Linked DNA regions of Pan troglodytes: region 2 is linked to region 1. The links are chromatin contacts, called in public Hi-C maps. All regions are on one chromosome and are shown on one strand. The core of a region is the stretch at or near the end of the contact, and the rest is flanking DNA. Distances in the headings are between cores, read along the strand shown. Region 1 overlaps EML4 (EMAP like 4). Region 2 overlaps LOC107973442 (a long non-coding RNA gene).

Evidence for each region. Hi-C and Micro-C count contacts between places; a contact is called where the count stands out from the background.
Region 2: a Hi-C map of induced pluripotent stem cells shows a contact between it and region 1, with 1.6 times the contacts expected there. The contact joins two enhancer-like sites. A contact is called at or near these places in 3 of 7 Hi-C or Micro-C datasets (induced pluripotent stem cells and stem cell-derived neural progenitor cells).

The regions. Positions count from the first base shown.
Region 1 is chr12:80,521,202-80,527,507 of NHGRI_mPanTro3-v2.0_pri, reverse strand. All of the region lies in intron 1 of EML4 (EMAP like 4), which reads left to right. Among named protein-coding and RNA genes, the nearest start is that of EML4, 26 kb to the left of the region's middle. Within about 2 kb of position 4,682, at least 2 of the 24 cell types and tissues checked have an H3K27ac peak or open chromatin away from gene starts, as enhancers often do. A contact at or near this core is called in induced pluripotent stem cells, where this site is marked.
Region 2 is chr12:80,843,651-80,849,692 of NHGRI_mPanTro3-v2.0_pri, reverse strand. All of the region lies in intron 1 of LOC107973442 (a long non-coding RNA gene), which reads right to left. Among named protein-coding and RNA genes, the nearest start is that of PKDCC, 180 kb to the right of the region's middle. Within about 2 kb of position 4,367, at least 3 of the 24 cell types and tissues checked have an H3K27ac peak or open chromatin away from gene starts, as enhancers often do. A contact at or near this core is called in induced pluripotent stem cells, where this site is marked.

The DNA of each region.
Region 1 (6,306 bases), core at 3,433-5,932:
AAAAAAAAAAAAAAATCCCTAGTTTTGAATGTCATTTCCCCAAGAGTCTGGGTCTTATACCTCAGTGAAAGTTACTCTTTTCTTTGCTGTTTTTTTTTTGGGGGAGGTGTAGTCTTGCTCCTCTGTTGCCCGTGCTGGAGTACAGTGGCACAATCTTGGTGCTTAACTGCAACCTCTGCCTGCTGGCTTCAAGAGATTCTCCCGCCTCAGCCTCCTGAGTAGCTGGGATTGCAGGCACCCACCACCATGCCTGGGTAATTTTTTATATTTTTAGTAAAGACAGGGTTTCACCACGTTGGCCGGACTGGTCTTAAACTCCTGACCTCAAGTGATCCACCTGCCTCAGCCTCCCAAAGTACTGGGATTACAGGCATCAGCCACTGTGCCCAGCCTACTGTTTTCTTTTTAAAAGACCATATTCTGACCACTCCAGTCCCTCAAATACTAGAGTCCTTTTATGAAAAAAATCTTGGTCGTCTCTTGCCTCTTTGATTGCAATATGAAGAGTTAGATGAGAAATAGGTGAGCATCATTTGGAAACCCCAGACATTAAAGCATGAAGGATTTTGCTAGAATAACTGGCTCCCACTAGAATTCAAAAACCCAGAAAAACAGTGATAAATGAAGCAGTTGCTCTTCTCTGAGTCTTCAGAGCAACTGATTCCAGTATCATGATTTTCACTTTTCTGTGGTCCTTATCTAGAGACCCTGAGATTCTTGGTGCATCTGCAGAAAGCATTTAGGGTTTTGCTAATCTGGAGGAGTGATTGGTGAAACTCAACAGTCATGAAACTGCTTTGCAGACTCTGAGGTAGTATAGGGTATGTCAGGGAGGTGGTGGAAACTGACATGTTTGGCTGGTTGGCTCCATTTAGCCAAACCTTAGTCTTTAGCAGCAGTACAATATGTTTCATAGTAAAGAACAGTCATATACCACATATGAGGGTATTTCCATAAGATTTTAATACTGTATTTTACTGTACCTTTTTTGTGCTTACATACCATTGTGTTAACCATTGCCTACAGTATTCAGTGCAGTAGTATTCTGTACAAGTTTATAGCCTAGGAGCAATAGGTTATACCGTATAGCCTAGGTCTGTAGTAGGCTATACCATCTAGGTTTGTGTAAGTACATTCTGTGATTTTGCACAATGAAATTGCCTGTGATGCATTTCTCAGAACTGACACATGTCTGTCTGTACTGCAAAACGTGCATGCAGCTTATTCTGCTGAAGGAAAAATTAGTAGAAGCTGGTTTTCAGATGAACAATAAAAAGAGGAAAAGCATTTAGAATGGTGTCTGCTGTGTGATTGTTTAGACTGACAGTGGAAAATTTCTTAGCAAAGAAGTTGCTGTTGCAATTTTATTTCTTAGGGCCAAACCCAATCTGATGCTATAATGAGAACTAAAATGATTTAAATTCCTTTAAGTTTTGACCTTTTTCATTTCTGAGATTTCTTAAAGGGACATTGTTGATATATTTTGCTTTTAAGTTTTCACTTTCGTCATCTATCTATTGAGTCATTATAGGCGTTCTTTTTTTTTTTTCCTTTTTTTAATGAAGTGGGGTCTTGGTATGTCACCTAGGCTGTTGTGCAGCAGCACAATCATGGCTCACTGCAGCCTTGACCTCCTGGGCTCAAGCAGTCTTCCTGCTTCAGACTCCTGGGTAGCTGGGACTACAGGCATGCACCACCATACCCAGCTAGTATCTTTATGTTTTGTAGAGACAGGATCTCACTGTGTTGCCTGTACTGTCTGGAACTCCTGGGCTCAAGTGATCCTCTCCCTTTGGCCTCCCAGAGTGCTGGGATTACAGGCCTGAAACACTGTGCCTGACCTGCAGTCTTATTTTAAAATGTGTTAACATTACTTTATTGTGAAATAGTTGTAGAATTTCCCTTTTACCATTTTTAGGGTAATTCATGTTTGCTCATTTTAAATTTTATTAATCATTGTTTTTATAGCCTATATAAATATACTCAAAAAGATAGTCATCATAAATTTTTAATGTGTAATGTTAATGGCTTATTTGAAATGGGATATCCTGTGGTGTTTGGTTAAGGAAATCAAGTCCTTTTAAATAAGATTAGGCAAAGTATATTTGTATATTTTTCAATTATTTTCTTTATATTTCTTTTCTTTTTTTTGTATCTAGTCCTGAATCCTAATCCAGATCTGTATTTTTCACTTTTCTCTCTCTCTTTTTTTTTTTTTTTTTTGCACTGGATAATTTATATCATTGTTGACTTGTACTATGGAAACAAATTTTTTGTCAGAAAATATTTTTTGAATATTTTCCCCTACATTGTGGCTTGCCTGGTTACTTTTTTAGTGATATCTTTTGATTGAGTAGGACTTTTTAATTTACCTTTTTTATTTCTTTTTTTTTTTAGACAAGGTCTTGCCCTGTTGCCCAGGCTGGAGTGCAGTAGCTCATGTGATGCCCAACCTCCACCTCTTGGGCTCAAGCGATCCTCTCACCTCAGCCTCCCAAGTAGCTGGGACTACTGATGTGTACCACCATGTCTAGCTTATTTTTGTATTTTTTGTAGAGACGGTATTTTTACCATGTTGCCCAGTCTGGTCTCGAACTCCTGGGCTCGAGTAATCCACTTGTCTCAGCTCCTAAAGTGCTGGGATTACAGGAGTGAGCCACTGCTTGGCCGGGATCTTTAATCTTGATGGTCTGATTTATCATTTGTTCCTTAGGGCTTTGGCTTTTAGGTCTATGTTCTACCTTAGATTAATTTCTGTGTATGGTGTAAGATAAGAGTTAAAAGTTAATTTTTTTCTTACAAATATGCTTATAAATGCTAACAAACAACATTGTTTGGCAAAGAATTTGCTTTATTTCCAAATCAGGTAATCAGTATTATATTATAAAATTATTAGTTCTTTCAAAGTAGTTGCATGGTTAGCTAGCTCATTGATTACAGAAGCTGTATTTTTTAGGTCAGAATTATGGGTTTATACCTTCAGGAGCCAGTTAACTTGGCCTTGTTTTGTTGCCATGGAATGTATTTCTCCTAACTTGTTTTAGTCATTTGTTAGATTTGTTTCATTGCAAGTAAGAGGGTATATGATAACTTCATCATGCTACCAGATAAAACATTAGAGCATATGCCTTACACGACTATTAACTAATTTTATTTTGTGTGAGAGAGATTACATTATTACATTTTAAGGATACAGTATTCATAGTATTATAATGTTTAATGTATCATACTCAGTTTTTATGCCATACTAAAATAAGCAAAAATAAATTGATTTTAGTAAACATTAGAAATAATTTTTCAGAGTTTTGTATAGAGTGGGAAATGTAGATCTGACACTGTGAAATCCATTTGTTAGGTTTTGTGGGTAAATAATGCTAAGTATAAAAATACAAGACATAGAAAAATTTAAAATGTACGTTTGCATATGCTTGTGCCAATATATAGACCATTCCATAAACCCAATCATTGGCTTACATTTCTGAGATACCAGCATTAAACATGAGTTATCTTTTAAGAGGCTGAATTTGAATTATATTACTCTGTTAGGATTTGTGCCAGCTTTTGGTTAATCATTATCTTGTTGATTATATTTGGTTCAAGATGACTCATTTTTCAAGGAGCTTTATTGCAACACTACATATTTACTACAGGAAGCCTGGATGGAAATGGAGCATCAGGTTATTGGAGATTTTTTTCTCCAATCTTTATTGTACCAAGTGTTATTAAAGTTAATTATTTTTCAATAACTGAATTCCCTGTGGAACCTAGTGCTTCATTAACCAACTGTAGGAGGATCATTTACTCCTTTTTCATGGCAGACAAATATATCTTTGATGATTGTTTAAATATTGGTCATACTTCTATACTATACATTGACCAGACTTAGATGTAGTATTTTATTCTCATCAAATTGAGTGTGGTCATTAACTGAGAATTTTGGAATCAGAGAGATTTGAGATTGAACCTTGTTTGTAAAATTTACTAGCTTTGGAAGCTTGTGCAAATACTTCTCTGAACCCTAGCATTCATTCAGTCATTAATGAGTGAATTAATACATTGATTTATTAATGAATTTGGATAAAAATATTTACCTTGCAAGATCAGATTAAAAGGACATATAAAAGTATTAGCACTTAGTATGTGCTTAATGATGATCACCGTCTGTTGACACTTGCTTATGGTATATATTGAGGTTAGGAGTGCCAATCATTTAGCCCTTCTGTCTCCAGGTTCTAAGAGATAAATAATGGACACAGCATCTGTTTCTAAAATTTAGACTGTCTGATAACAGGAGAATTTGAGACCATAACATGGATCTAAGGATAAATTGAGAGTCGGCTGCAATCACCAACAAATCTAGACTGTGAGACTATGGTAAGAGTTCCGTCTGCCATGTCTGCTCTGACTACACTTAATCTGGCAGCTGGCGAGAAGATTAGAGGCTTACTTTATGTATCTAGTTATCAGCCTAACAAAGAGCTGGAGTGAGAAAGGGAAAGATGGCCTTGTTTTCTATGCAGTAACCTAATTTCCTTCTTATTAAAAATAAGGTCCAAGGAAAGCTAAATCTAACCCACCAAATTAGTAACTTCCCTTCCCCCTCTGCCCATGCAGGAGTTTGTGGCTTGAGTTTGTGGAAGAGAGACTGGGAGAGTTTTCTGTAATACCTAATACAGTAACCACCCTGCCTCCACCCTGCCCTCTACTGTGGGAAAGAGAAGGGAAGTCTCATTCTTTATAATAGGAGATTAGTGTAAGAGTGCCCCCTACTTTGAAAAAGTAAATTTCACTTATGTTCAGTGTTTTTGTAGGCCCATAGAATAAATACAGTAGAAGAGCCCTGCAGAAATGAAAAGCCATGCTAGGAATCAAAGTAAATGTTGGTTTAAGGAAGTAAATTGTGTCTTTATTTATTTTTTGAGACAGGGTCGCACTCTGTCACCCAGGCTGAAGTGCAGTGGTGCGATCACTGCAGCCTTGACCTCCCAGGATCAGGTGATACCCCCATCTCAGATTCCCGAGTGGCTGGCACCACAGGCACGCACCACCACTCCTGGCTAATTTTCGTATTGTTTTGTAGAGATGGGGTTTTGCCATATTCCCAGGCTCGTCTCCAACTGTGAGGGCTCAAGTGATCCGCTTGCCTCAGCCTCCCAAAATACTGGGTTTACACGCATGAGCCACCACGCCCCATCTTTTAAACTTGTTAATAGAAAAATTGATGTTGGTAAAGAAAAAGAACCCCCCAAAAAGATAGATATAGGCAATAAAAATCACAAGTCATCTATTGGCAGGAGGTGATAAGAGTTCTGTTTGCAAAGATATATTTAAGACACCTGCTTAAATACTAGAATTTTTTTTAAATGAAAATATCAGTAAATCCAAAACAATAGTCTTCAGAAAAAAAACAAAATGGTGTAAACTCAACATAAATTGTGAATCTGTTCTACAAATGAGTAATTTTAAATATCTGTGAAATATATATTGGTAGTGAATATTTTATCTTAAAAAGCAAAAATTCGAGAATGATCATTTATTGGCACTTCAGAAGAAACCAGTAAACGTGTAGCAAAATAGTGAATAAATGTCAGTTAAGCCAGTAAGTGTGTCATTAGCTATTGACAAAAATTACAGTTTTGGAAATAACTCCAGATGTGCTCCACCCCAAACCTTGTGTACTCCTTTAGCCAGGATTTATAAAATAGAATTAGAAGCATAATATATATGTTTGTAATTTGAAGCATAGGGTGGTGGTTAAGAATCTGGGCTCCAGAGTCACAGTGCCTACGTGTACATCCTGGCACCTGCAATTACTAGTTTGTATCCTTGGGCAAGTTATTTAATCTTTCTGTGTGCCCCATTTGTAAAGTGGTACTAATACAAGTACCTAGTTGATAGGGTTGCTTATCAGTGACTTTACTGGAATTATAGAGACCAGTTTGCTACAGGTTAGGTAGTAATGGAAAAAGAGAATGTCCAAACACCTGTAGCTTGCTCCTACCAGAACTTCTTAAGGGAGATAGAGGGAGTCTGACTTAAAATTGAATTTTTTTTTTCTTTTTTGGTTGGTAGAGATGTGAATATATATTTATCCTGAGGGAAAATGACCAGTGGATAGATCAGATGTGAGAGAGAATGGGCATGTATGATTGACCTAATGTCTCTAAAGAAAGTAATAGGGGAGACACTCTAAAGCACTGGGGGAAGGCTTGGTGTTTAACTCAGGAGGCACCTGTTTTAATGAGTTGGGAGGGGCTGGGTGTGGTGGCTAACACCTGTAATCCCAGCACTTTGGGAGGCCAAGGT
Region 2 (6,042 bases), core at 3,118-5,617, 320 kb before region 1:
ACTTTTTCAGTGTCTCTTTCAAAAAATCTTACCAGAGATACAAAACATTAACACAATGTTTAAACCTGCTGATGTGGAACAAGCATGAACTTTCTGTTCAAACGCACAGCACAGAATGAGCCTCAGTCTTCTCACATTTAAAGCAGTCAGATTCATTAGACTTGAGAGACAGTCTCTGAGTTCCTCTGCTACTCAAATTTTTATTTATCCTTAGTCACTCTCACAGGACAAAGGCTGCAGGAACCTTCTGGTAGAAAGAAACAAAGACAGGAGAAATCAACAGAGAGAGAAATGGAACAGTAGCAAAAAGGAAGCTGTCCCAGAACCAGGCAAGAAAGATGTCTCAGCCAGGGCAAGCCCCATCTGGGGAAAGGAGCTCTTGTCCTGCTGGTTCCTCCCAGCCACAAATACCAGCACATGTGTACACTCCACATAGACAAATCCCACTCTGCAGATACACACACACCGCACACATACACAGCATCAACATCCACACAAAGAGCTGGCTATGGCTCCTTCTCTCGAGTTGAGCCTGTATTTGAGAACTGTTGAGGAGGCGGAAGCTGGGGGTGGCCAATGAATAAGAAAACAAAAAATGAGCTTTGTGTGAGAGTTCACTGGGATCTTACAAAATGTCTTTTTAGTCCTGGAACTATTTTCTGTTGTGTGGGAGGAGAGGAGCAAGGGTGATGCCTGGGGATGGAGGTCTTGAGGAGGACGTGTGCAAGTTCCTAGGAAGGGCAGAAATCAAAAATGAAAGTCAAGGTCGGGTGGATGACACAGGGTAGAGAGCCAGAGAGTCTTCACAGCACCCTGGAGTCAGAAGGATCTGCTGGTTCTGCTCAAGGCTGGGATGCACTTTACCTAGATCCTGGAAAGCAACATAAATCACTGCCTTGACTGGCCACAGCTGACCATGGGGATGGGGGTGATGAGGGCTAAGCTCTGTATTCTATGCACAGCATAGGAGTTCACTCAGCCCCAGCCGCGCAGCTAGTGCCTTCCCTCTGCAAACATTCCACAAATGACCATAAACATCCCACATATGACCATTTCCATGTGAGTTTTTTAACACTTGGGCTCTCAAGGCTTAAGAAATTCTCCACTCTTCAATTTCTAAAAGTAAATCACATTTGGGCATTTTACAGAAGGTCAAGAAGTTTTGCCACCTACATCAGAGACATACATCTTTCCTTCCCTCCTCTTACTTTTGAAATGATAGCCAAACCCCAGCGGTTTCATTGCCTGGGAGAATGCTGTGCCACACACAACATCTGTAAGTAGTTAATTTTCCAAATGGGAGATGGTCACCACAGATGCAGAACTTTTAAAAATAAACATCAGAAAAATATTACTCCAGCAAAAATGAAAGCCTAGAATCCATGTGAGTGGGTGGGAGGTAGCTGGCGCAAGGTAGATCAAAGCTGCATCCTAGTCTGCCTGGCCATGCAAAAGCAAGAAAAATAGAACCACAGAACTTCAGAGCAAAAAAAAAGAAGGACCTTTGGGGGCTATCCTAGCTCCCATATAATAGGGAAATTAAGGCCTGGGCCAGGAAGTGAGTGCCTATCTGTGTTGGACTGGAGCTCAGGCTGAGAGCTTTCTGCTCTAGAATAAGCCTCATTTTTATTAGGGTATCTTAGCTTTTTCCCTTTTAAGAAAAATAAAAATCCTCTGACTTAACCACGGCCTTTAGCCCCTACATGGGGCCCTTTTGAGGTGGGCGGGGGACTCTGGTCCTGGCCTTCTGAGATGGGTGTATCCCCTACCTACACCCCTCATCATGCATGCCCTGCATCTGGATGGCAAGCCATGAGAAGCCAGGACACTGCAGAGGCCAAGGCTAGAGCAAGAATGACAAAGGCCTAAGAGAGGGAACTCCACTTGGGCAGCTACTTCTTATCTATTTTATGGAATGAGGTGGCCAAGCTTGAGAATCTTGTGCCCTGAGACTAAAGAAAGCCTGATCACTGTGACCAGCATGAGTTATAGAGAGGTCGGGGCAGGGCAAGCTGGACATCCAACTGCACCAACATCCTCCCACAACCATTCCTCTCCTGCCTCAACATGAGACTGGTGCCTCTGGACAGGAGCAAAGTGAGGCACAAAGTATGTCCCCTACACAGAGACAGGCACAGAATAGGCATTCAGTAAACCATAGTTCGGCCAGGCAGGATGGCTCACGCCTGGAATCCCAGCACTTTGGGAGGCCAAGGCAGGCGGATCACCTAAGGTCAGGAGTTCAAGACCAGCCAGGCCAACATGGCGAAACCCCATCTCTACTAAAAATACAAAAATTAGCCGGGTATGGTGGTGGGCACCTGTAATCCCAGCTACTCAGGAGGCTGGGGCAGGGAGAACTGCTTGAACTCGGAAGGTGGAGGTTGCAGTGATCCGAGATCACACCACTACACTCCAGCCTGGATGACAGAGTGAGACTCCATCTCAAAATAATAATAAAATAATAAACTGTAGTTGTTTCGGCTTGGAGTGAAATGGAAGAAATATGAGGGACAGATAGCACATTTAAAGGGATCTATTGTTCCAGCCCAGATGAGCCCCTGGCCATTCCTGTGTGTTATGCTTTACCAGGTGCCTTATCACTGCTTTATCCATCTCTTCCCTACAGGTGGTTTTCTGCAGGGAGGCTCCAAAAGACAGAAGCTGAGTTCTGCCAGAAGAAAAAGGGAATGGAATATGTAAAAGAAAAGGATAAAAGAAAACTGGGGACAGACAGGCAAGGCTAGTAGGGAAGGGGGAGTGGGGTCTCTGGAGAGAAGAGAATCCTCAACCTGGGAAGAAGGGGAGGCTTGAAAGCAGAGGGGAAAGCTATGGAGGTCTGGAGGGCAGAGGAAATCCCAGATGTGGTGGCCAGCAGGGGTCGCTGATGCCCCACCAACAGCCTTAGGGCTGGGGAAGACTCAAAGGGAGGAAGATTTTCAAAAGCTCAAGTGGGCTTCACTCCCTCCCCTACCCTCCACCGTCCCCCCTGCCCCAGACTCTTCCTTGTGGCATTGAGGTCTCTCTTCTAGGGTTCTGGAGGTTCCTTTCCCTGTGATCCTTCTCCTGAAAGTGAGCAAGATAGCCTGGCCAGGCAGCCCTGGGGGTGATGGAGGCACCGGGTGGGGAGAGGCCTCCTGGATTTGCCCTCCAATGCTGCTCCCATGGGCACCCATGGAAATGGGGGTAGGAGGGCACCTCTGACCACAGCCTGCTGATGGGGTTGGCGCAGGCAGAGGAAGGGAGGGAACTGCTCTTCCTGGCTCTCCTTGTCAAATAGCAAATTCAGAGCAGAGCCACAGTGAAGCCTGGAGGTAGAGGAACGCCCCACGGCCAGCAGTGGTTCAGGGCTGTGCTTAGGAGCACCAAACCTGAGCCTGGGCGCTGCATGCTCCGAGGGCCAATCCCAGCACACACTGTTCCCCCACTGTCTGAGGCCCAGCACCTGTTGTCTAGAATCAGCGTCTACTTGCCTCTAGGCAGACACCCTGACCAATTCTCTACCCTCCATGGCTTCTCCATTTTCAGTTCTGCTCCTCAGACACCAAAAGCTCCTATCACTACAACCTTCCTCATATTACCTTTTCCAAGATTCTGGCTTAGCAAGTATTAGTTACAGTTCAGGTCAATCAATGTCCTTCAAGAAGAGTTTAGGAAGACCTGTGTGTCCCAAGTCCTAATCACATCTCAGAATGGTTCTGCCACAAACTCTGAGATTCTTTCAAAAAGCATGTATTGATCTGCTCTTGCTTTCCTAGGGCCATAAAAGAGGCAGGCTTATGGAACCAAGTATGTTGCGCCTCTGAGCTAATGGTTCCATCTTTGGAGGCCACTCCTCAGGGTAGTTCTTAACTGACAGTTCTTCTAATCTTAACCCCCGAGATTAGAAGAGATGCCAGCAGAGTCCAGGCCTGGGGTAGGACCGTGAGCTATTTATCCCCAGCAGTCAGAAGGAAGGCTGCACTGTCCCAGGGGCACCCAGCCTCCAAATGAGCCTCAAGGAAGGGTCTGGAATGCCAGACAATACTATGGTCAGATTATGGACTTGGGAATTGCTGCAGATGCCATTGGGGGTAAGGAAGATTAGGAAATTCTGGAACTCAGGAGCTGCCCAGGCAGCCAGACTGCCTCTGACACACCCAGTCCTCATTTGGATTTGAGGAAAGGAGACTTGAGCGCAGGAGAAAGGCACCCAGGAGCCTGTGAGTCGTGCCTAAGCCTCTGGATCCCACATCTGAGGAAACGACTTAATGTAGGCTTTGAGTGGTGCTACCACCGTCGCCTCTGAGGTTTAACCGAGGCGCGATTGTTGCTGATTGAAAACATGAGACCTAATTCCAGCCCCCTCCTCCCTCCAGTGGCAGGCGGAGGCTCCACATCCATTTCCTGCCTTGGTCAGAACTGGCTCCGGAATGGGACAGGGCTGCCTGTGGCTCCAGCTGGGGGAGGCTGAGGTGGATAAAGACAGTGATGGAGAGGGATCCAAGGGAAACCAAGGATGGATGTGAAGAGCTGATGCCACCTGCCACCCATCCAGGTCCTCCCAGACTCCAGGCTCATGCAAAGGGAGGGTGTAGGTGGTTGCTAGTGTAAGCTAATCCTGTGTCTGTGATGCCGAAAAAACTATATAAATGCCCATCACCTCTCTGGGGACAGCCCTGCTCCCCAGCCATTCCCTATAAGAAGCTGCCCTTAAACAACCACTTTCCCCCAGTCTTGGAGATGGTCAGCTCTGCAGAGCTCACAGAAAATCAAAGATATATAGGGTGTTATTAGACGGATCCTAGCAAAGGGCAGGTTTAACCAATGCCCTCACATTTTATAATTGAAATTCAGAGCGGTTAAGCAACCTCACAGAACAAGATCTAGTCTGCAACTCTTTGCTTCTTGTTTTTTGGGAAAGGGTCTCACTCTGTCATTCAGGCCAGAGTGCAGTAATGCAATGATAGCTCACTGTAACCTCTAACTCCTGTGCTCAAGTGATCCTCCCACCTCAGCCTCCCAAGTAGCTGGGACTACAGGTACATGCCTAGCTAATTTTTTTTTTTTTTAAGAGACATAGTCTCACTATGTTGCCCGGGCTGGTATTGAACTCCTGGCCTGGTCCCCAAGGGATCTTCTCGCCTTGGCCTCCCAAACTACTGGGAATATACACTTGAGCCACTGCACCCAGCCTAGTTTGCAACTCTTGACTCCTGATTCCTCAGTGCTCCTTCTCTGAAACCAGAATTTTCCAGAAGGTCTCCGAAAGAGGTCAAGAAACAAGCAGCTCTGATCAAACTATTAAAAAATCAGCTTCAGGCCAGGCACAGTGGCTCATGCCTTTAATCCCAGCACTTTGGAAGGCTGAGGCAGGCAGATCTCTTGAGCTCAGGAGTTCAAGACCAGCCTGGCCAATGTGGTGAAACTCTGTCTCTATTAGAAATACAAAAACTAGCTGGGTATGGTGGCACATGCCTGTAATCCCAGCATGCGCCACTACACCCGGAGTTCCGAGAATTGCTTGAACCCAGGAGGCGGAGGTTGTAGTGAGCTGAGATCATGCCCCTGCACTCCAGCCTGGGCAACACAGCAAGACTCTGTATTTTTTGTTTTAATAAACTTCAAAATTGTAATAAGTGAGTAGTCAATGTGGCTGTTTGCAGATAAACACACCAACATGTCATTTCATTTAGCATGATCCTGAGGGCCATGCCTCATGGAGAGCCATCCTCACACTTTTCTGTTTCCCCCTCAGTCTACTCCCCTTAGAAATGAAACCACATCCTGGCCTCAGAGGAATGCCTTGAGGTTGCCATGGTAAGACATATGTGCGGTAGTGTCTCACCAATCCTGAAATCACCTCTCCAGCTGACAGTCAAGGACAGGGAAGTGGAAAAGACCCCCAGACAGCCACTGTAGACCTCACAATGTCCGGGTTCCAAAGTTCATGACAAGCAGTCACAGAAAGGCCTTTCAGACTCACTTGGATTCTTTTCATTCTTGCTTCACAAACAGCTCTAACAGACTTACCCTCCCGAATTTTTGTTGTTGTTATTATTA